Linked DNA regions of Mus musculus: regions 2, 3, 4 and 5 are each linked to region 1. A link is a contact called in public Hi-C and HiChIP or PLAC-seq data. All regions are on one chromosome and are shown on one strand. Each heading gives the region's core, a stretch centred on a gene start, on an enhancer-like site or on the middle of the called end of the contact. The rest is flanking DNA. Distances are from core to core; before and after follow the strand shown.

Evidence for each region. A called contact is a pair of places that touch in the nucleus more often than the background predicts. HiChIP or PLAC-seq counts read pairs in DNA pulled down with a chosen protein or histone mark.
Region 2: a Hi-C map of cortical neurons shows a contact between it and region 1, with 2.8 times the contacts expected there. The contact joins the enhancer-like site here to the promoter of Pbx1 in region 1. A contact is called at or near these places in 1 of 39 promoter capture datasets (hippocampal neurons), 8 of 484 Hi-C or Micro-C datasets (cortical neurons and uterus), 5 of 115 datasets of contacts at active chromatin or transcription factors (astrocytes, embryonic basal ganglia, embryonic forebrain and 2 more) and 1 of 9 other capture datasets (liver).
Region 3: an HNF4G HiChIP or PLAC-seq map of pancreatic cancer cells shows a contact between it and region 1. The contact joins the enhancer-like site here to the promoter of Pbx1 in region 1. A contact is called at or near these places in 7 of 39 promoter capture datasets (the 3T3-L1 cell line, hippocampal neurons, liver and 2 more) and 3 of 115 datasets of contacts at active chromatin or transcription factors (craniofacial prominence, embryonic limb bud and pancreatic cancer cells).
Region 4: a contact with region 1 is called in an H3K27ac HiChIP or PLAC-seq map of SST interneurons, with 5 times the contacts expected there. The contact joins the enhancer-like site here to the promoter of Pbx1 in region 1. A contact is called at or near these places in 6 of 39 promoter capture datasets (the 3T3-L1 cell line, 3T3-L1-derived adipocytes, cranial neural crest and 2 more), 2 of 484 Hi-C or Micro-C datasets (embryonic fibroblasts and neural progenitor cells), 6 of 115 datasets of contacts at active chromatin or transcription factors (SST interneurons, astrocytes, embryonic basal ganglia and 3 more) and 1 of 9 other capture datasets (embryonic tail).
Region 5: an H3K4me3 HiChIP or PLAC-seq map of embryonic basal ganglia shows a contact between it and region 1, with 2.5 times the contacts expected there. The contact joins the enhancer-like site here to the promoter of Pbx1 in region 1. A contact is called at or near these places in 2 of 39 promoter capture datasets (hippocampal neurons and liver), 3 of 115 datasets of contacts at active chromatin or transcription factors (embryonic basal ganglia, embryonic forebrain and heart atrium) and 1 of 9 other capture datasets (adipose tissue).

What each region holds. Positions count from the first base shown.
Region 1 is chr1:168,430,261-168,434,489 of GRCm38.p6, reverse strand. Pbx1 (pre B cell leukemia homeobox 1) reads left to right here and starts at 2,321. Exons shown (of 9, transcript NM_183355.3): 1 at 2,321-3,176. The coding sequence starts at 2,986.
Region 2 is chr1:168,062,129-168,066,230 of GRCm38.p6, reverse strand. No RefSeq gene overlaps it. Among named protein-coding and RNA genes, the nearest start is that of Gm51671, 280 kb to the left of the region's middle. Within about 2 kb of position 2,025, at least 5 of the 459 cell types and tissues checked have an H3K27ac peak or open chromatin away from gene starts, as enhancers often do. A contact at or near this core is called in cortical neurons, where this site is marked.
Region 3 is chr1:168,785,417-168,789,159 of GRCm38.p6, reverse strand. No RefSeq gene overlaps it. Among named protein-coding and RNA genes, the nearest start is that of Gm34320, 56 kb to the right of the region's middle. Within about 2 kb of position 2,164, at least 11 of the 459 cell types and tissues checked have an H3K27ac peak or open chromatin away from gene starts, as enhancers often do. A contact at or near this core is called in pancreatic cancer cells, where this site is marked.
Region 4 is chr1:168,909,345-168,913,569 of GRCm38.p6, reverse strand. No RefSeq gene overlaps it. Among named protein-coding and RNA genes, the nearest start is that of Mir6354, 110 kb to the left of the region's middle. Within about 2 kb of position 1,864, at least 3 of the 459 cell types and tissues checked have an H3K27ac peak or open chromatin away from gene starts, as enhancers often do. A contact at or near this core is called in SST interneurons, where this site is marked.
Region 5 is chr1:168,167,034-168,171,355 of GRCm38.p6, reverse strand. The region is part of intron 8 of Pbx1 (pre B cell leukemia homeobox 1); the gene reads left to right. Among named protein-coding and RNA genes, the nearest start is that of Gm51671, 180 kb to the left of the region's middle. Within about 2 kb of position 1,680, at least 18 of the 459 cell types and tissues checked have an H3K27ac peak or open chromatin away from gene starts, as enhancers often do. A contact at or near this core is called in embryonic basal ganglia, where this site is marked.

The sequences.
Region 1 (4,229 bases), core at 1,072-3,571:
ACTGCCTCAAAGCCCACTTGCGCTTACTCTAAGTGGATCTTCACTTTCTTTCATCTCTTCTGCAGTGTGTGCTTTTTCTAGTGTACCGATTATTTATATTGTAATTTATTTGGGCAACAGTATAGAGTCACAGTTTAAAGCATAAGAATTGAGACCAATGAGTTGTAGTGACCTAAGTACCTTGAACAGGAAAAATACCATGGTAAGCAATAAATATTAGTTATTTGTTCTATTAATATTGTACACATCCTTAATTCCCATAGCAAAATTGAGCCTCAATGATAATGATCTTATGGTATTACTGATACCTCTCTTAATACTTGACCTGGCAACACTTTATGAGATTCACGACTCAGAACCAATTGCTTCAAAACTGATTTCTTTATAGGCTCTGCTCCTACCTCATGTTGTAAGAGACAAGGGATTTATGTCTTGGCCCACATGGGCCGAGATTGACATGTGACTTAAGTACATAGTTTTACTCAACTTCTGATAAGTGTTGATTAAACCAAGAGTTTACAAGTTGAGATATGTGTGTGAATAAAGCCATTTTTATTAAGTAATATGGATTTGTCAGTACAGTTAATACGCATTATTGCATGCCCTTTTACCAGTGGTGCCAATGAGCATGCTAAGAGCTGCTTTGAAGTGCTTCCCTCAGGGCCCCTTATCTTGCCAAATGTTTGCATAATGATTGATGAAAAAGATAAAATTCTATTTGAGGATCTCCAAGTGCTTGGCTAGGTGGCTGCTTCCCATTCTGCTGATTGGTGCCACTGAGGCTGGCAGTGGCTCCTTTGGCACTATATCTACGCCAGAAAAGGGTTGATGGCTACACAGAAGAATAGTCCCAAGAAGTCCAGAATTTTTCTAAATGACGAGAGTGTTATTTTATCTTATGGGTATTCAGACCAAGTGCCCAATCAGGTTCTACTGTTGGTTGGAATAAAGGAAAATAAAGGTAAATGTGTGGATTTACCCCGGCTCTAACTCCTTATTGGCTTCTCTTAATTCATTTACTTCCTTTTACTTCTAATCCCAGCCTTCTTGTTTTAAGATCTGTTCTTCTAAGTCTTAAGTCTGTTTGCAAGCTAGACAAGCAACAGACATGCAAGTAACTTTTACCACATTCACATGGAGCTGTTAAGTGTGAGGCCTGCTAAGAATCCACCCAAACTTGGGTATGAATTCTAGCTTTGATACTTTATAACTATGGACTTTGAACAAATTCTTTAACCTTTTTGAGTTTCCTCTCTGTGAAATGAGAATAATAATCCATAATTCACAGAGATGTCTTGGGGATTAAATACAATAACTCAAGTAAATTACTTTGTGCATAGTAGGCATTCAATAAATGTCAGTTTCCTTCTTCTCCCTGTTATTAATGCTTATTAGACTATATTAAAAACTAGAACCAGACTGTGATAATGCAATCCCTTATTAAGTGTTTAAGCCAAATAACCAACTTCCCTCAGGGGGAAGAGAAATGTTGAATTCGGTTTTTTTGGTAAACTTATTTATTAGTATTTTTCTCGAGTTTTATTCCTCAAAGTCCACACTTCAGCTACTGTTTATGCCACAAAAATGACAATTTATATTCTCTTTGCTGGCATAGAGTTGAGGATTTGCAAATTATCCACTACCTAGACTTTGATCTATTATTCATTATCTTAGCAGCCCGATTTTATTTACTAACTACGTCATATAACAAAGTTTTGCTTTCAACAGTTTCCCTGAGGTCTAAGGATTTCAGAGAATCAAGTTTACTACCGCAGCGTCACCGCGTAGACGAACGAGGGGTGGGGCGGAGGGATCCACACCGTCTGTGTGCTTTCGTGTTAATTTTACAGTCTTGCGTTTAAGTGGAGCCACGTTTCCCTCAAGGACGGAGCCTAAGAGAAGCAGACAAGAGCTGAAGCTAAGGTCTCTCTGCGCCTTTAAGAACTGGAGACTGGGTCATAGCTCCGCCTCCTTCCCGGCCCACCTCTGAACTCTGATTGACAAGACTCCCGGGCTAGGAGGAGCTGAAGGAGGCCGAGGAGGAGACGCTGGGTGGAAAGTAGGGGGAGGAGGAGCCCACTTTCAGGACTAGCCAATCATAGAAGGGGGCGGGGCTCAAGAGCCCTCCTCCCTCCTCTGACCCCCGCCTCCTGGCCTCTCCGCTCCCTCCCCCCTTCCCTCGGCCCCCTCCCCTCTCCTCCTTCTCCTCCTCCTCCTCCTTCTCCTCCTCCTCCTCCTTCTCCTCCTCCACCTCCTCCTCCTCCTTCTCCTCCTCCTCCTCCTCCTCCTCTCAGGCTGTGGTTTTTCTGTATATGTTTCTGGAGTCCTGAGCCTGGGCTAAACAAAAGCAGGAGGCTGACGGGGCTGCTGGAGTTTGCAGAGACACGGAGGAGGAAAGAGCTTGGGCTTTGCCTGCCGCCACGGCTGGGGGTGATCTGGCTTCTGCTACAGCCCACCCCCTTTGAGATCACTCTGGCCCGGAGTGGGGGTGGGGGGCAGCGGGGGGTGGGGGGGAAAGTTTGCATTGCAATCCCCCTGCCTTCCTCTCCTTTCTCCCGATCAATGCATATTTGCAAAAGGATTAAGCCACAGATTTAAGCGCCGGGAGCCCATTTCTGCCTTGCAAAGGAGATCGGACTGAAAAACCCAAAGGCGGCTCTGATTTCTTTTCGCCAAGTGGGAAGGTGGTTTATTTTTCTTGCTTTTTTGGAGTCAACACCCTTCCCCACCAGCCCTTATCCCCACCCTCACCCCGCAACCCCTTCACGCCCCCCTCCCCCTCCCCATCCTCCCACCATCCTCTAAAGAGGCAAAGAGATTTTTTTTTTCCCCTTTTGGTCTTCTTCTTCTTTTTTTAAAACCCTGGTCCCTGTTTATCCTGAAAAGGATTTGAAGACAGCTTGAAGGATAAAAAGCCTCGGTGCTTCCCAGGCGCCGATCCGAGGAGCCGAAGAGGAAGAGCCGGGGCTGCCGGAGCCTTCAGAGATGGACGAGCAGCCGAGGCTGATGCATTCCCACGCTGGGGTCGGGATGGCCGGACACCCCGGCCTGTCCCAGCACTTGCAGGATGGGGCCGGAGGGACCGAGGGGGAGGGCGGGAGGAAGCAGGACATCGGGGACATTTTACAGCAAATTATGACCATCACAGACCAGAGTTTGGATGAAGCGCAGGCCAGGTGAGATGGAGGCTTTTCTTTGCCTTTCTTGTTTTTTTTTTTTTCCCTCCCTCTCGCAGGGGGAAACAATGGGAACCGAATCACCACAGCGCTTTCTTCTAAAATGTTGTTTCTTTTCTCATTTTGACAAACAACTCTATGGCGGAGGAGTAAAATTTAAAGAAGCGTTGTTATCGAAAGTGTGATCGCCCGTGCTGAGATATGGCTGTGTGTAGATAGATGTTGTGCGAGTGTGTCTGTTAGAGGTATTTGTATGAATGCACAAAAACACGCAGCCACGCCGAAAATACTGCCAACTAATCCGAAAGCGGCCCTCGGCACTTTTTTACAGCTTTAAAAAAGTGTATGAAGGAGGCAGAATTGTCAAGTTCCGAGCCGCATTCCATGCCTTCGGTAGTTGAGGGACTTCGGAACATGACAAAATAAAAAAAAATGTCCCAAGAACACTTTATTTGCAGATCCCGCTGACTCCTAAGCTAATTCAGCAAGTTTGATTTTTTTTTCTTCTTCACTTACCCTTCCGTAATAATAATAATAATAATAATAATAATTATTTGGTCTTTTTTTCCTCACTCCCCACTCAAAATAAACAAACAAACAAACACAAAAAGCAAGGTAGCTCTGTGTTAGTAGATGTCAGATACTAAGAAAATACCTTGCCATCACTCCATTCTGTTTTTAGAAAAAGGAAATGGGAAGAAAGGAAAGACAATTTTGCTTTTGAGGGCTGTTTGTTAGTTTTAAGAGACTCCGATTTTTAGTTTAACTTTATTGTCTCTTATTTGACTTGCTGTTCTCACAGGACAGAGGCGCCTATGTGTGGTCCTTTATAAAGGGGTGGGAACAAATACCAACCATATTTTCTACCCCATGCCTCTTCCAGGATCACTAAGAGTACTCCTAAATTGAAATGGAAACTGGTGGCTTCATTTGTATTTCAGTAGGGCAGGGTATGAAGAAACATAATTATGAAACTGGGACTTCCTTAACTGAACCACCACCAGGTATACATAGTTCTCCACTTTAGGATTTTTTACAGCAAGTCCTCTTTCA
Region 2 (4,102 bases), core at 776-3,275, 370 kb after region 1:
GTACTCATGAAAAGCTCCCCCCTCAACCCCAAGCCAAAGAGATCTCCTTGGTTCCCTGAATAATGAATTCACTGAGATGACAAGAAGGGGGGCTTTGCTAGAAACTCAGCCTGCAGGTTAGTGAGGGAAGCTGTCAAGGATCAGGCCAAGTTGACAAAGGATCAGCCAGAGTCCTTTATGATGGGTAGATGTCTGGGAAGTGTCCTCCATTGCAGACACTTGAGGTGGTGCTAACGTAGTCTGCTAGGCATCGAGTCTACTGCAGAAGTAGGACATTGGAGAATCTGTTCACTGCAGGAGTTAGGCTCAGGATAACTTCTCCCTGCTGCGGGAGGTGGGCATTGGAGAAGCTGTTTATGCTGTAGGCTTGCAGCACTGTGGAGGTCATGCACTCTTTGGAAACTGGGTGCTAGGGTGATTGTACACCCCGCAGTAACCTTGCCCTAGGAAAGACATTTGCACAGCAGGAGCTGAGCACTTTCCGGGAGCTGTGTATGGTAAAGAGACTGCCAGAGAGCACAAAGGAACCAAGGGGAAAAATCCCACCCTCTAACTGTGTTCTTCTAGCATCCTCTACTGACAAAACATTGTGTTTGCTGGCCGTAGAGAAGTGTTTAAAGGGCTCATCTTCATTGTTAAAGAAAAAGGAAAAAACAAAAACAAAAACCAAAAAACAGGCTATAAGATTTGGATTTGGAAGTGAAAAGCTACAGAGCAATATTAGTACATCAGCTATTGTACCAGTCTTTTTACATGTGATCTCACTCATTCCCTTCTCTTATTCTGAGTTGTGGGTATCCTGACACACAGTACACAGGAAATGGAAAAATTTAAAGGCTATCCAAGAACTAGGGAGAGGCAGAGTGAGAGTTCAAGTCTAATCTGGGCTAAATTATTTTCTTTTTGTATCAAGTTTACTCCAACAGGATCTGGGCTTCTTGTAAGAGTAGGGGCTTAGCAGTCCAACTTCAGGAAGGAGGTAGGGATGAAGAGTGAAAGATAGAGGCAGTGGGGGTTCTAGTGTGCTGGAACGATGGGAGATGGAGTTGCATTTCTGTGATTGATAGGGAAATGGGATAATGGTGGTAGATTTGCCTTTTCCTCAAGTGATTAATATGTAAATTTAGGATCTTTTCTAAATAGTAGGACAACATCAGGAGATATTAAAAACATAATTTAAGTTGCCTTTGCCTTTATTCTCCTGTGAGATTCTGAGTACAACTCCTAAGTGCAGCTGCCCATGTTTTTGTATTACTATTGATGTCTCAGCAGAGATGTGTGTGTGTTTGTGTGTGTGTGTGCAGGCGCACAAATGTGTGGTATGTAACTGTGTATATGCATGCCCTCGTATACATAATTGAATGAGTGTGCAGGTATGCAGTGTGCATGCTTGTGAGAAGGCTGAAGTTTGATGTTGGGTGTTTTTTTTCAGTTGCTCTATAAATGGAGGCAGAGTCTCTCACTGAACTCAGGGATCACACTTCAGGTAGTTTAGCAACTCAGCTTGCTCCTGGCTTGCCTTTCTCTGCATCTCTGCCTATGAAGTACAGGAAAACAAGCAGGACACCAAACCTGCCTGTTGTTCGTGTGGAGTCTGGGGGTCTGAGTTCCAGGCCTCCTGCTTGCTCTGCAAGTACTTTACCACACTGAGCCATCTCTTCAGTCCCCTTGAAGGTTTGCACTCGTAGTAAGAGGCTGGGTAACTGACTGCAGGGGCATGCTGCGGAGAGGGGAAGGTTTCTGGAGCTCTTTCATGCCAAGAACCACATAGCTTGGAAGCCTGGCATTTCTTGTATAGGAAAGGGAAGCTTACTGGGGGATTTAAGCTGGACCCACCCACTGGCCTTAAGCAAATGATGTGTGCTCTCCACAACTGCCAAAGGCTAAGATGTTCACCAGGAAGCCTTAATCTCCAGTGCCATATGTGATGAGGAAAGCATGAATATCCTTCTGCTTGGTGATGGGTGAAGCCCTAAAGACTCAATCTGGTCCTGATGAACATCCAAGAATCTAGATGTGCGCACCCGCTGAGGCAGGGGCTTCTGCCAACAATGTGGGTAAGGAAGTCTGTGCTTTCTCACAGTGTCGGGTTTGTTCAGTTTGGGTTTAAACAAACACTGTAATTTCTATCCTGGGGTCTAAACAAGTGGGTCTCGCTGCTGCATCCAGATGCCATTTCTGCCCTGGGAACTGGTGCATTTCATTGAAGAATTTTAATATAACCTTCAATGTTCTCTATGTCATCCAAAATTTAAAGTGTTGTTCACTAAGCTATTCAAAACAAACAAACAAACAGCAACAACAAAAAACCCTCCAATGGCCAAAACCTATAAAAAACAAATTAGTATGAAAAATTCAAGCATATTCACAAAATAGAATAACAAACTGTACAGTGTGCTTCATCTGTCTTTAGTAATTATCAACTCACAGAAATCTTAACTTACTTAAACTCATGTCTACTTTCATACTTTAGACAATCTTAAGAGCATCTCATCCATGATAAAATTGTGGGTGTATAGCTGTGTGTGTGCCCACATGTGTATGTGTATGCACATGTGTTTGTGTGTGCACATGTGAAGGTTAAAGGACAACTTACTCAAGAGTCCGTCCCTACTTTCCACCATGTCTCAGCAATTGAACTCAAATTGCCTGGCTTGGCAGCAAGAACCTTTGCCTACTGAGCCATCCCACCAACCCTGTGTAATTCTTAAGATGAACAAACATTAAAACATAGTATATATTTTCACACCTAAACATCCTTGAGATGCCACACCCACCCCCATAAATTGCTGATTTCCATTCATTCTTCTGACCTTCTGGTAATCTCCCCTGTCTCTCCACCCCTGATCCTGAACCACCTGCCTATTTTCCTCCCCATCCCCTTTCCCACCCAGTTCTCTCCCTCCATCTGCCTCCTACAAATTATTTTATTTCCCCTTTCTATGTGAGATTCAAGAATCCTCACTTGGGTGCTTGGGCCTTTTCTTTGTTTAGCTTCTTTGGGTCTCTAGAGTGTGTCATGTGCATTCTGTATTTTATGGCTAATATCTACTTATAAGTGAGTGCCATGCATGTCCTTTTGGGTCTGTGTTATCTCACTCAGAATGGAATGATGCTGGTCTAACTGTATGTCTGCTTCTAGAAAAATGCAATAGATCCATATCTATCATCCAGCACAAAACTCTAGTCCAAGTGGATTGAAGAACTCAACATAAAACCAGATGCACTAAATCTAATAGAACAGAAAGTGGGGAATAGGCTTGAACTCATTGGTACAGAAGACAACTTCCTGAACAGAACACCAATGGCTCAGGCTCTAAGATCAACAATTGATAAATGGGACCTTATGAAACTGAATTGCTTCTCTAAGACCAAGAACACTGTCAAGAGGATAAAATGGCAGCCTAGAGACTGGGAAAGGATCTTCACCGATCCTACATCTGACAAAGGGCTAATATCCAAAATTTATAAAGAACTCAAGAAGTTTGACACCAACAGCCCAAATAACCCAATTTAAAACTGGAGTATAGAGATAAACAGAATTCTCAACAGAGTAATCTTGAATGGCAGGGAAGCACTTAAAGAAATGTTCAAAGTCCTTAGTCACCAGGAAAATGTAAATCAAAACAACCCTGAGGTTCCACCTTACACCAACTAGAATGACTAAGATAAAAAATTCAAGGGACAGCACATGCTGGCAAGGATACGGAGATAGGGAAACACTCCTCCATTGCTGGTAGGGTTGCAAACTTGTACAACCACTCTGGAAATCAATCTGGCAGTTTCTCAGAAAATTGGAAATAGTTCTACATGAAGACGCAGCTATACTGCCATAAGGGCATATACCCAAAAGATGCTCCACCATCCCATAAAGACACTTGCTCAACTATGTTCATAACAGCTTTGTTCATAATAGACAGAAACTGGGAATAGTCTAGATGTCCCTCAACCAGAAAATGGACAAAGAAAATGTGGTACATATCCACAATGGAATATTATTCAGTTATTAAAATCAAACACGCCATGATTTTTTATTTTTTTTTTTTGCCTTTTTGTATGCTTGATCATTTTTACTGCATAACAGACATAAATTTTACATTGC
Region 3 (3,743 bases), core at 915-3,414, 350 kb before region 1:
AATCCCTCTGTCTGGGATCAGTGACTCTTTCCCTCTTATAGCTTCACCTCCCCCACATCCTCGGGATTCTGGTCTACCCAGGTATGAATTTATCAACTCAGTGCTTCTATCTTCTGTTGTTTCATGGTGCATCTAGTCATCAGTACAGAATATTAAAATGATGAGGTTTAAACATGGCCCTTTAGCTCTGTGCTATCTGATGCTTTTCTAGACCTGTATCCTCTTTCTGATACAGAACCAAGACCTGGGCAGCAGGTGATTATGATGGCAATGCTGATCAAAAAAATAATCAGGTGGTGGTGGTGATCATAAGGATGATAAAAATTGGTTAGACTTTTTTTTTTTTAATGAGACACGACTAGGTGCTGCATTCATTTCCCTACGTTCAAATAGTGAGGCTGGGTCCAGTTTTCTCTTAGGATGTGATTCAATTTTTTGTTGTTGTTGTTCCTTGCTTCATAAATAGACAGTCCTTGACCACCATACTCAGTCCCAGACCCATGGCCTAGAAGGTATGTGACAACTTAGTCTATTTCTGTGTGTTTCTTTCTTTGTATTATCCTTTATTGGGTACTGTTGTTTATAGAAAGTGTATATGAACCAAAATTACCTGCATGGCAAGATATACAGGAAAATAAATATCACTCACATCTTGTGGCAACCAATGGTTGTCTAATTAGATTTATCCACTCAACAGGAAGGAAATAATACTTTGACTGGAAACTTAGCAAGCTTCTGAAGGCTAATGATGTCATGGACCTTGGAAAATAATCTACTACAGCCACATGGTTAGAACAGCCCTTACTACTTTCTAGGTCTTATCCTTATATCCATGGGTAAGTGTGGCTGCCACTCCTTATCAGAGAAACCTATCTTGTCAAAATTTAAAGGAGCATCCTGGCTTGAGTTGAAGCCTTTAAAAAGCTGCAACATTATCATTAGGCTAGGATCCTTAGTTCTTTAAGGGTTGCAAAGTAAAGAGTAATTTTAAATCAGAAGAAGAAATGGAAATGGAAACCTCAAAATTTCCAGTTTGAAGCTTACTCTGTTAGATCATCTAGGGTTTCTAGGTGATTTTACCCCAGTGTGTTCTCCCTGAATCAAAGCAAATTCTAAAGATGCAGGAGGTGGGGTGGGGATGGGGGGGGGAGTAAACTCAGTTCTTGCTGTGTAAACATGAGGGCCTGAGTTTGATCCCCTGCACTCAAATAAAAATCTGGGTATATGCTATGCACCTGCAGTCCCAGATCTAAGAAGACAAGAGACATGGGGGAATCCCTGACTACCTGCCTACCAAAAGCAGACGACCCCAGGTCTTAGTGACTAGGCAGGTGGCTTCTGAGAAAGCATATCCAATGTTGACCATACATACTCCATACATGTAATCATATACATACACATGCATATGCACATATATAGTATCCATAGACATGTTCTCAAGCTATCACACGTATGCATGCATGCACACACACACACACTGCACACACACACACACACACACACACTGTACACATACAGATGCACATACAATGTTCTGCCATTATGGATTGTACTAGAAGCAAGGTTAAGGTATTATAAAGCACCAGTTCAGATCTCACAGCCACAGGCTGATCCTGAGATGCTAAATGGTAACTGCAAAAGGAGCAAAGATGGGTCAGGTGGCTTCCTCTTGAAGGTTTCCTGTTACAGTCTCCCCTGTGATCCCATTCCAGAGAGTCTTAGCACAATTTTGAAAACTAAGTTAGGCCAATGTTTATCTTGTCTTTAAAAGGAGCCATCAGCCTTGTGGTGTGGTGGTGTTGTCAAGCCTCTACTTGAAGGATGCTACAGAAAGACTGAGTCCTCCTGCAGCTTTTCCTCCCAACTTCCTTCTTCCCTTCCTCTCTTCCACTCAAGCTTCAGGAAAACCCTTCCTTCTCTTCTTTCTCTAAAGGCACCTCAACATCTGTGTGCTCAGGACCTAATTGTTCTAATGGCATTCCCAAGGTCCCCTGCTCAAGGCCATAGAAATCACGGGGCCCTTTGGACCTCCAGCCAGTAATTCATGGTACTTAGTCAAACTCCTTTCCATTCAGCAGCCCCCCACCCCCACCCCAGCCTGCCCCCCTTCCATCCCTCCCCCTGTCCTCTTGCACTCAGACTCTGTGTTCTTCTCACACCAGTCTGAGGCAGCTTGATCACCTGCCAACTGGTATTGATTTTTGCTTCCCAATCTCCAGGCTGGATGGAAGGAAAAGATTAAAAACAGTTTGTCAGTTTGAAGTTGAATAAGAATTCGGCACAAGGGACATCTCAGAAATGTGAGGAAGTGGCGGGGGAGGCTGGGATGTGGGCAGTCAAGGCCAAGCAAAGTCCTCAGGGAGTTTAACCCTTCAGTACAACAGGCCCGACTTTTTTTTTCTTAATAGAATTGTGCTGTAATCATACACATTCCCCTTTCCCTGTGTCTCACAGACTCAGACACTCTCATGATTTTCTCTCAGCCAGCAGCATCCACTGAAGTTTAACAGGGACTCTTCCACGTCCTGGGACACTTCTCCTCCTTAGCTTACAGATACCCACAACCACATTAGGTTCACGGGCAAAGTTCCAGCTTCTTCCTGCAGTGTCTCCTGGTCCTTATGAGGAGGCAGTGTCTCTTTAGGTCTCTGTGCTCCATAGTTGTGGGGGTCCCTGGTCCTGTGCCTCTGAGCTCTGCCGACAGACTCTGTCAGAATCCATCTTGCAGGTCAGACGCTGTCCTTGTCAAGATAGACTGGGAAGACTCAAAAAAAAAATGAGCTTCACCAGCTTACAAAAGATTTTTTGGTGGTTTTGTCTGCTGTACAGATGAAAAATTATTTACAAGCATCTGTAGAAAGCCTGACAGGCCACAGCATAGGGAGTCAGCACGTGGAGGAGTCAAATATAGGGCACTGACCTAGTAAAATTACTCAGAGACCCAGGTTTCTGGTCTCCTAGAGCGTAGGGTTCATGTTGACAGGGTTTTTGTCTCAGCATTCTTGGTTAAGTAGAATAAATACAGAGTCAAAAAACTGGAGAATTCTCCATGAAAAATCAGGATGTACCCTGGCATGGTAACATACACCATTAATCCCAGCATGCAGGAAGGAGAGGTAGGTAGATCTATGAATCTGAGGACACTTTGGTCTACAGAGAGAGTTCCAGGTCAGCTTAGGGCTATATAGTGAGAACCTGACCCCTCCTCCCAAAAAATAAAAATAAAAATAGAAAAAAATCATGTTAGTAGATTTTGTCAATATTACAAAAGGGAATATTCCACTCAGAAGATATAACCCCCTCTTCTTTTTCAGTCATTTCTGTGCTTATGGGTTATACAGCATGTAGCATAAGCAGGGAGAGTCAGGCTTCCTGCAACCCATATCTAAAGCGTAGACTATTCTAGTTGACCTCCCTACTCTGCACAATATGAATTGCCACAGGGGTATTAGCTGAATCTCAGTTAGTTTGTGTAAGCCACTTCAGTAGAACGCACCTTGGCATGTTCTGTAAGTTAGAGTTCCATCTGGACAGCAAAGGTAAGTGGGCACTCGTTGAAAATGGCGTTAAAAGTACCAGTCCCTCTCCAGCTAGTACTATAGCTAGGTGAGTGAGTGAGCAAGCATCTTTGGTACTTCTCGTTTTTCTCGGTGTTGGGATGGGGCAGAGCCGTCTACTTCTTACTTGCTCTCTATCCTCCTACCTTTTGCATCACATAGACTATACCACATCTGCTTCTCTTT
Region 4 (4,225 bases), core at 615-3,114, 480 kb before region 1:
TTTTGCTTTTCCTTGTTTCTCCCTTCTTTTTTCTTTCATTTTTCTTTCCCTTTCCTTTCCTTTATCTGTTTCCCTTGCACAGTGAAGTCATATTTTTAAGGACTTCTGTTGTTTATTTTTCCCTTTTAAATGGGCAAATACTCTATACAGTTTACTCTATCAAAAATAAATGTTTTCTCATAGAACTCTTCAAATAAAAATATCTTTATCTCTCATTTCCCCCTTGGTTAAATTGAGTCGTTTGCATGTAACTAATATTAGATATTCTCTTGGTTTCAATGGGAACTGTCTTCCATATTTGAACAGTTAGACCCCAGTAATTGTACTGTTTGGGGAACTAATGGAACCTTTAGGGGGTGGAGCTTTCAGAAAATGTGCATCACTGTGGGTGGGTTTTCGGGGGTTTATAGCCTCACCCTTCTTCTTCTCTGTCTGTTTCCTGTGCAGGTGAACTGTGATCTCTCAGCCTCCTGTTTCTACTCTCATGGCTCTCTTCCTCCCATTATGATCACTGAGCCTCATGGAACTTTAAGCCAAAATAAAGTCTTCTCTTATTTGGTTTGAGCCATGATAGTTTGTCATGGCAACAAGTACAAGTGACTAATATAGATATTGTTGGCTTATTAACTGTTTTCAAAGGGAAGTGTGTTACCTCAGCTTACCAGTGAAGACCATCTGAGAAAATGAGTCAGGGGTGGCAGTTTGTCTAATTCACATGGATTACTTTTTGAAGAAAGTAAACCTGCTGTCTTCTAATTTCTTCTAATGAATACAATTTCCAAGATTAATACTAAGATGAAGGGACTATGTTGGTCAGATGAAAAAGTAATAGCATGCAAACTTCTTCATTTTCTTAGTGTGTGTGTGTATTTCTGCCCAGTGACCTCTTGCCACCAATTGGATGTTTTACTGTGAATTCTCTTCTACATGGTTTTGTTATGTGTTTGCTTACGTAGGGATGACAATGCATGTAAATCATGAAAAAGACACACCCTGCCCCGTTCATTTCCTCCCACCTTACTCTTTCTACTATAGGTGAGACTATATCATTCTAGGAATGCTAGGTTTTCTGCTTCTCCTGTACCACATCTCCTTATCAATATGTAGACCTGATCCCACCACAGCCTAGAAAATGACAGTACTAGGACCCCCAAGGCTTCATAACTCACTCCAGAAAGAAATATCCTCAACGCCACAGTTCATGTTGTGTGATTTTTTTTTGGCTCAAAAAATGGAATTTTCATTCTTGCAAAGTATGTTTGTTTTGTGTGAATGTGCATATATGTGTGTGCAAGAGAGAGAGATCTACAGAAATAATCATTCTTTACAAACACTGTCAAAAATAAGACTTTTTAAATGTTATAATCCACAGAAATAAAGTCATCCTTCACTTATATTGATTTTCAAGCCAAACTTGATGTTCAGTGTGGGGTGGGGTGTGTCAATTTAAAATACTAAATTTTTATTCAAGTGTCATTTGTGGAAAGTGTCTCTCTTTTCCCTTTTTGTGTGTGAAAAGATTATGATAGGAGTTGGAACATAGGTCATCTTGTAGCCCGGCTGCCACGAGAAGTGAAAGTTACCACGTGCCCAAACGCAAATGAGAAAAAATTGCTCTGTAACTTGATGGGTGCTCCATTTTAAATCTTAATTAATATTCCAGTCTTGGCTTCCAATAGGTAGGCTTCATTTCTTGATTTCTCAGCATTATGGCCATTGCTACATCTTAGTGGGTTTCTCCTGGGGAAAGTCAGGCCTTCCTTTTTTGACCTTCTGCTCCTTTGTCAGTGAGTCCTCTTTATTCGGTATTCATCCATGACATTGTCTAGGAAGGGTCAGCAACCCTAGCCTTTGTCTGTTTGACCCAAGCCAGAGAGTTGGCAGATGAGAGAAAACAACCAGAGCCCCTGCCACTGCCCTGGTCAGACTTGGATGGTTCGTGTTTCTTTTTGCGAAGCATCCTCACTGCCCTGGTCAGGAGCTCACAGCTCAGACTTCTCTCCGTAAAGGATCATCAACATCAACATGTTGTCTCCACGGCCATAAATTTGCAATGTGATGAGACACAACCAGATGTTGCCAGACGTGAACTGACTCACAAAGCAGCTCTCCGCTACTCTGCTCCTCTTTTGCGCTCACAGTTGCCGAGTAGCCATTTCCTTCTTCATTCACACCCACAGGGAGCTTCGGTGGCTTGGATTGAAGTCTGTCATTTTGGGAAGCAATTTTATTTTTCAACCTGAATATTGAAGGGTTCATTATTTCTCTTCCACAGAGACATTTTATTCCTTATACTTCCTGTGTGGCCTAAGGGTGGGTGTGTGTGGGGGTGTTCATTTCTTGATTTATTTGTCTAGCAGTGGCAGATGTAATGATGCTGTAGTATGCATACTGTGACAAGGACTATAGGTTGTCCGTTTCTAGTCCCTTATCTTACCTCTGGATCTGGAGCTTGAGTTTTACATTGATTCTAATTATTTGGAATATGTTCAAAGTAGTCTAAAACCCTAAAACATAGGCCATTTCAATTAATGTTCTTGAGTCCCTTTGAGTTCTTGCATTCACTTTCTCCTTAAATGAATCAGCTAAGTCCATAGGAGATAAACAAATGATCCAGGCTCACCTAATCCACTACTCATCCCAGGCCCTGACACTGGTCTGGGGTGTGTTACACTTCTGTAGGAAACCAAGAGTTGATTGGATAGGTATATTAATAGAAACATAATTCTAACTTGGTGCTTTAGAAATAAATCCAGCTAAATTTAAAGTAAAATTTAATGAAAATAAAAACAGACCTCAAAAGGCAAATAGGATGTAAGAGATGGCTCAGTTTGTAAAGATTTTGCCATATAAGCATAAAGTCTTGGTTCAGATCCCCATTATTACATTAAAAAAAAGATGAGAGAGAAGTAAGGCAAATCTTTTGGGCTCCCTGGTCAGCCAGACTAGTTAAGCCATACAAACACACACACACACACTCACACCCCACATTGTATATTTGTATGTAATCTGTCACCATAGTTCTTTTTCTGTTTTCCAGCTATTTCTTATAAAGCTAGAGTAAGAGAATCAGTCACTTAATGACAATTTTCAGAAGATTATAGAGCTAGAGATAGATAGATATGGATATAGATAGATATGTTTAGATATATGGTTCTTCTTACAGAGACTTCTGAATTGTCTGTGAAAAAGACACCAAGTGTTTTCTATTTTATAATCTTGCCTAACTGTTTTCATTTCCATTTGCTATTATTTTCAGGTGATTATTTCTTTAGCTTATAATACCAAGCAACTGGTGATTCCCATATAATCGGTAGAGTCAGAGAAGAAAAAGGAAAGGCAGTTACTGTGTACTTATGAAGGTAAGATTCCTTCATTTACAGTAAGGACTCTCTAAGATACTTCAATATTTTAGGGGGAAAAATCTTTAGGCCCTTATGCTTAATTTCTCATTGTTATCATTAATGTATGTTGTATTTCTATTTTAAGATTAGGATTCCTTAACTTTTACAGGTAAATTTGTATCCAGGTAAAGTATTAGGTTTTGTATTTTGTGATATTACATTTATATTTATTTTGTAGTTTGAATTTTTCTTATTACCTGAAATTAAATTACAATATCCTCATCTATTACACTATTGAAATGCTACCACATTAGTTTGGCTTAGTCACTATAACCTTGGATATCATTTAGGAAACAGAAACTTAGATTTAGTACATTAGACCACTATAAACCCCTAGTATATGCATCACTTTGAATCCTGGCCTTCAGTATATTAGGTTCAACTAATTTGAAAGAATATGAGTACTCAGGCACATTCCTAAAGACAAGGGTTTAAATCACCAGGATTAGGTCCAGGCAGTGAAGAAACTCAAGTATGCTGAAGTCACACACTATCCCGAAGATAGGACCAGAACCATCCTTTATCCAATTCATTCTATCTCTGTGTTCCCCAAGCATAAGGCAGAAGGAATCTGTGACTGATTCTCGATGATTTCCTGTTACCTTGCCCAATATCATGCACATCAAAGCTATGTCATAAAACATTCCCTAAATGTTGGGTGGGTAAATAATTGGATGACTGTCAGAAGGCTCCCTGGGTCTTCTTTATTCTGTAATTTCACTGAAATAATAAGGATACCGTCACTTCAATATGAAAACAAGTACTGAGTGACTGCTTGTACTCGGTAGATGCTCCACGTCATCTGTGATCTGATGGGAACA
Region 5 (4,322 bases), core at 431-2,930, 260 kb after region 1:
TTTTCCTTTATACGCTTTGTTTAAATCTCCAATGTATTTTTTTTCTTTTTCTTCTTTATTCTTTTTGACGACAAATGAATAGTTAGTACTGAAAATTAGAGAAAACAAAAAAATAACCCAGAATAAAATTACCACTTACTTTCAGCACTTCGGTCTGCCGGTACTTTGTGTGTATGTTTTTATGTGGGTGTACAAGAGTTACCTGTTATTTTGTAGCCTACTTATTTTCCCAAAAATATGTTATGCATACTTTTCCATATTATTAAACATCCTTCTCAAACATAACTTTAAATAGTTGCGTAGGAGCATGTTACAGGGCAGGTCCATAATTTTTTAGTATTATTAATAACGCAGCAGTAGGCTTCCTGGTTTAGAAAATACAACACATGTTTTCTGTTATTTCCTTGGATAAATTTCTAGAAAAAAAATGGTGACATCAAAGGATAGGAACATGTCTAAGGCCTTTGTAATAATGTATTGTAAACTTTACTTCTGGAAAGTTCTATTATGTTGTAGTTCCTACTAGCAGTTTATAACTAGAATTTCCCCCACACCCTCAATAATAATGCCCGACAGCATTTCAGATTTTGTGAACTGTTTTGCTTTAATTTCTACTTTTTTTTTTAAATTAGTGGTGATGTTGGATTTTTTTTTCATGTTCATTTTTTATCCCTCACCAACTTCAAAGGACTTCCATACTGTAAGGATACTAACTTCCAAACTTAGCTAACACTTCAGGGATAAAGTTGTGTTTCCAAATGAAAGAGGCAGGTTCAGAATGAGTCACTATGTCTTTTTCGGTCTCTTTGGGATCTTGAGAGAGAAAAGCTGAGTAGAACACTTGACTCCCAGAGGTCTGAGGTAACTTGACATCTTCAGTATGTCTGACCTGTTGTTTTTTTTTAAATAAAATCTACTCAGTATTGTAAGATGGAACTTAAAAATTATTCAAAGGAACCTAAAGATAGGTTATTAAATATAGGTTAAGTATCTTCAAGGATATTTCTTTGAAGATATACCTTATACCTACTTGACTAAGTCAAATAAATTAAGTCTTTCCTTGCGTAGTTCATAACCTGGTTGAAGAAATAGACGCTGCATATGTTTAAGGACCCTTTTTGTTATGACCTTTGCTAGACTGGGGTCAAGGAAGTGCTCCTTTGAGAGACTTGCAGCTTTTCTTATGTCTGTTTCTAGATCAGCTGCCATACGTATTCTTTGACCATCAGTAAGCGGCACACTTTTCTAGACTCCTGAATGCAGACCGTTTGCCTTCTCTTTCCATAGTACAGCATCTAGAAAGGCCAAGGCAGATTCCTCATCCATCAGGACAGCTGGAAAATTTCCACTGCAGAAATTGCTGTAATTAACTAAAGGGGGTGGCGGGGGGATGTGATTTAAGAAGCTCGACCATTTTATGCTTAGATGCGAACCTCAGAATACAAGTAGGTACCTTCCAGCATCCATGGACTATCGACTGAATAAAGCTGCTGAACTTTAAATTGTTGAGTCCATAGACTATCCCAAGCCCTCACTCTCATTTCAACAGTAAGCGGAATTTTCTTATAACGACAACAACATCCACTGTAAGTGCATTGGGCACAATAGTGCCTAATGTCCCTCCACACTGTCTGCCTGCTTCTTCCCCCTCGGGTTCCCACTATATCCCGCCCCCACCCCTCTGTTAGCTGTAATGACCCTGCAAACACTAAATGGCATTTGAGTGCATTAAGCAGCAGACTCTCCAGTGACATAGCAATTACGGCTCTGAAATAGATTTGGTGCGTCACAGAAGATAAGGGTTTTGAAAGTTTCTGTTGTGATTATAGCCTGTAACTCCCACAAATAATAGGCTTCAAAATAAGAGGCTGCCAGCGAAGCCTTTGTGGCTTTGTCTCAGTGATGGCACGTAAATTGCTATTAATGTCCTAAGTGTACTTGAATATGCCAGTCTTTGGGATGTGGAGTTGGCTCAGTGTCTCTCTTTACGCGGCATGTCATTGTTGGTCTGATAATCTGGGGTAATTGCTGTCTCTTGGATGGTCAGAAAAGTGTAAGAGGTTTAGCTTCCTGCGTGACAGTAAATAGCCTCAAGATTTACAGGGCCAGGGCACGTTCACAGTCCAGGCTGTGTGTGTTCCCAGCTTAGCCACCATCATCACAGCAATGTGTACATTATATCTGTGTGTACCCTGAGTCAATGATACACTTGGCAGCCAAAGCCAAGCAAAATCAAAGGTTATGAAAATGAAATGAAGAATTCAGTTCAATGTGGGATCAGCCAGTTGGATCATTTATCCCAAGAGTTTTAAAAATGTATGTTTTGCTTGACTTACCTAGATTTGGCTATATCAGTAAACATTTTCTTACATACTATACCTATTGCTTTCCATTATAGCTGTGTGTGTGTGTGTGTGTGTGTGTGTGTGTGTGTATGCCTGTGCCTGTGCCTGGTATTTATGTGTGTATGTGTGAAGTCTTAGGCTGTCATGAGTAATTTCTAAACCTATTTTAGTGGCCCTCGAACTTCAGGAACTGTGGAACAAATATATGATTTTTGACTGCTGTATTGATATGTGTGGGGACAGGGGAGGTTCTTTGAATGTCATGAGTAATTTCTGAAACTGTGGCACTTAAAACTTAAACATGAGGAAATGTCAAAAGTGTATATGGGTTGGTTTTTTTTTTGACTGCTGTATTGATGTGTGTGTGTGTGTGTGTGTGTGTGTGTGTGTGTGTGTGTGTGTGTGTGTGTGTGTTGGTTTGTGCACCTCTGAGGATAAAGGATGTTTATTCAGCTATAAATAGAATTCTCTTCACCAAAACATCTCTATTTGGCTGAATCAAGCTGAGCTTATTTTTCTTTGCCAGAAGATCAGGATAATCTTTGGAAAGTTAAATAAGAACTGACTTTTCAGTTTTAACCCTCTGCTTACTATATAGTTCGACTCAGGAGCCCTGTGCAGCTATGTGGCATAGAAACATTTTGTACAATAGTTTTACTTGTACTTTTAATAGGGGTGAGAAAGCAATCCTACGCCTGAAACAGTACAGTGTCGCACATTCTGTGCGAGCCTCAGAGTACTACAGCTGGCTTCAGCCTCTGTCTTCCGTGCCTTATGTAGCACTATTAATTCCAGGTCTTCATGATAGATGAAGGTAGGATAAAAGGTGCTCACTAGGGAACAGCAAAGCAGGTCACCCCTGAGTGCCAACTCTAAATGATGACTGTACATTGTCACCTAGCCCCTGTGCCCCTTGTCTGAAGCACTCAGAGTATTATCCCATGATGGGGACTAAGTTTGGTCAATTTAGTGTCCTCTCCTGAGGAGTTAGAATGAGTTCTCATTGATCTCTGTGTCGATGCCAATATGTATTTGTCGTCCAGGGTAACCAAATGACCTATCCCACATAGTTTTGCAACCAGGGCCCCATCTTCCTAGGGTCAGGATACTGGCGCAGCTTTCAAAGCACCAGTTCTTCATTCATGTAACAAAGGTGCTTCTCTGAGAAGCTGCTGCGTTAGACAGGTCCCTCGCCTTCAAGTGCCTTCTTGTATTATTTACCCCCTCACTAAGGAGAAATGTCAAAGCAAGATCTCCATGGACTCTTCAAGTCCAGCGATCAAGTTTCCTGTGTCCGAAGCCTTATTTCCAACACCTGCCCCCTGGCCACGTTTGGATTCCACAGAGCCTTTGGCTAGAGTTCTCTTTCTGTTTGGAAACCTCTTTACTCCACTCCTTTACTTCTCTGTGTTCTATTCACCTTCAGACTGACAGTCCAGAGTGTCTATGACATTCTTATATACTATTCTGACCTGGCACTTAGGACAATCTAATATATATATAATATATAAACAAATGTCTATTTTCCATAAAACTATAAAATCCTTGATACTAGAAACTAGATTTTTTTCTCCTTCATTTTTCTATCTATCCCTGTATCTTGTATCTCTAGTAAGTGGCACACAAGATAGAATGAAAAAAGACAGTGTTCCCATGGAGATCTGAAAAGCTGGGCATGGTTCAAGGTCAGGGTAGAAGGTCAGAAGGTCAGTGGAGTCCAATCTAGAGAAATGCATGATAGTGCATCTTGAAGAAGCCTGCAGGGGGATAGCTATCAAGCCTGACCTTGAAAGATGATGTAGATTCCATAAGACGAGGATACCTAGACAAGCAAAGCCAAAAGAAGTTCCCACTGGACTTCTCTTTAGAGCAATAAGACATCTCACTTTGCCTACATAGGATCTGCTACTTCATTGCAACATCTTAAGCTGCCAGAGTTGTTATAGCAAGAATATGATTTCCCAGTAATGGTGACTG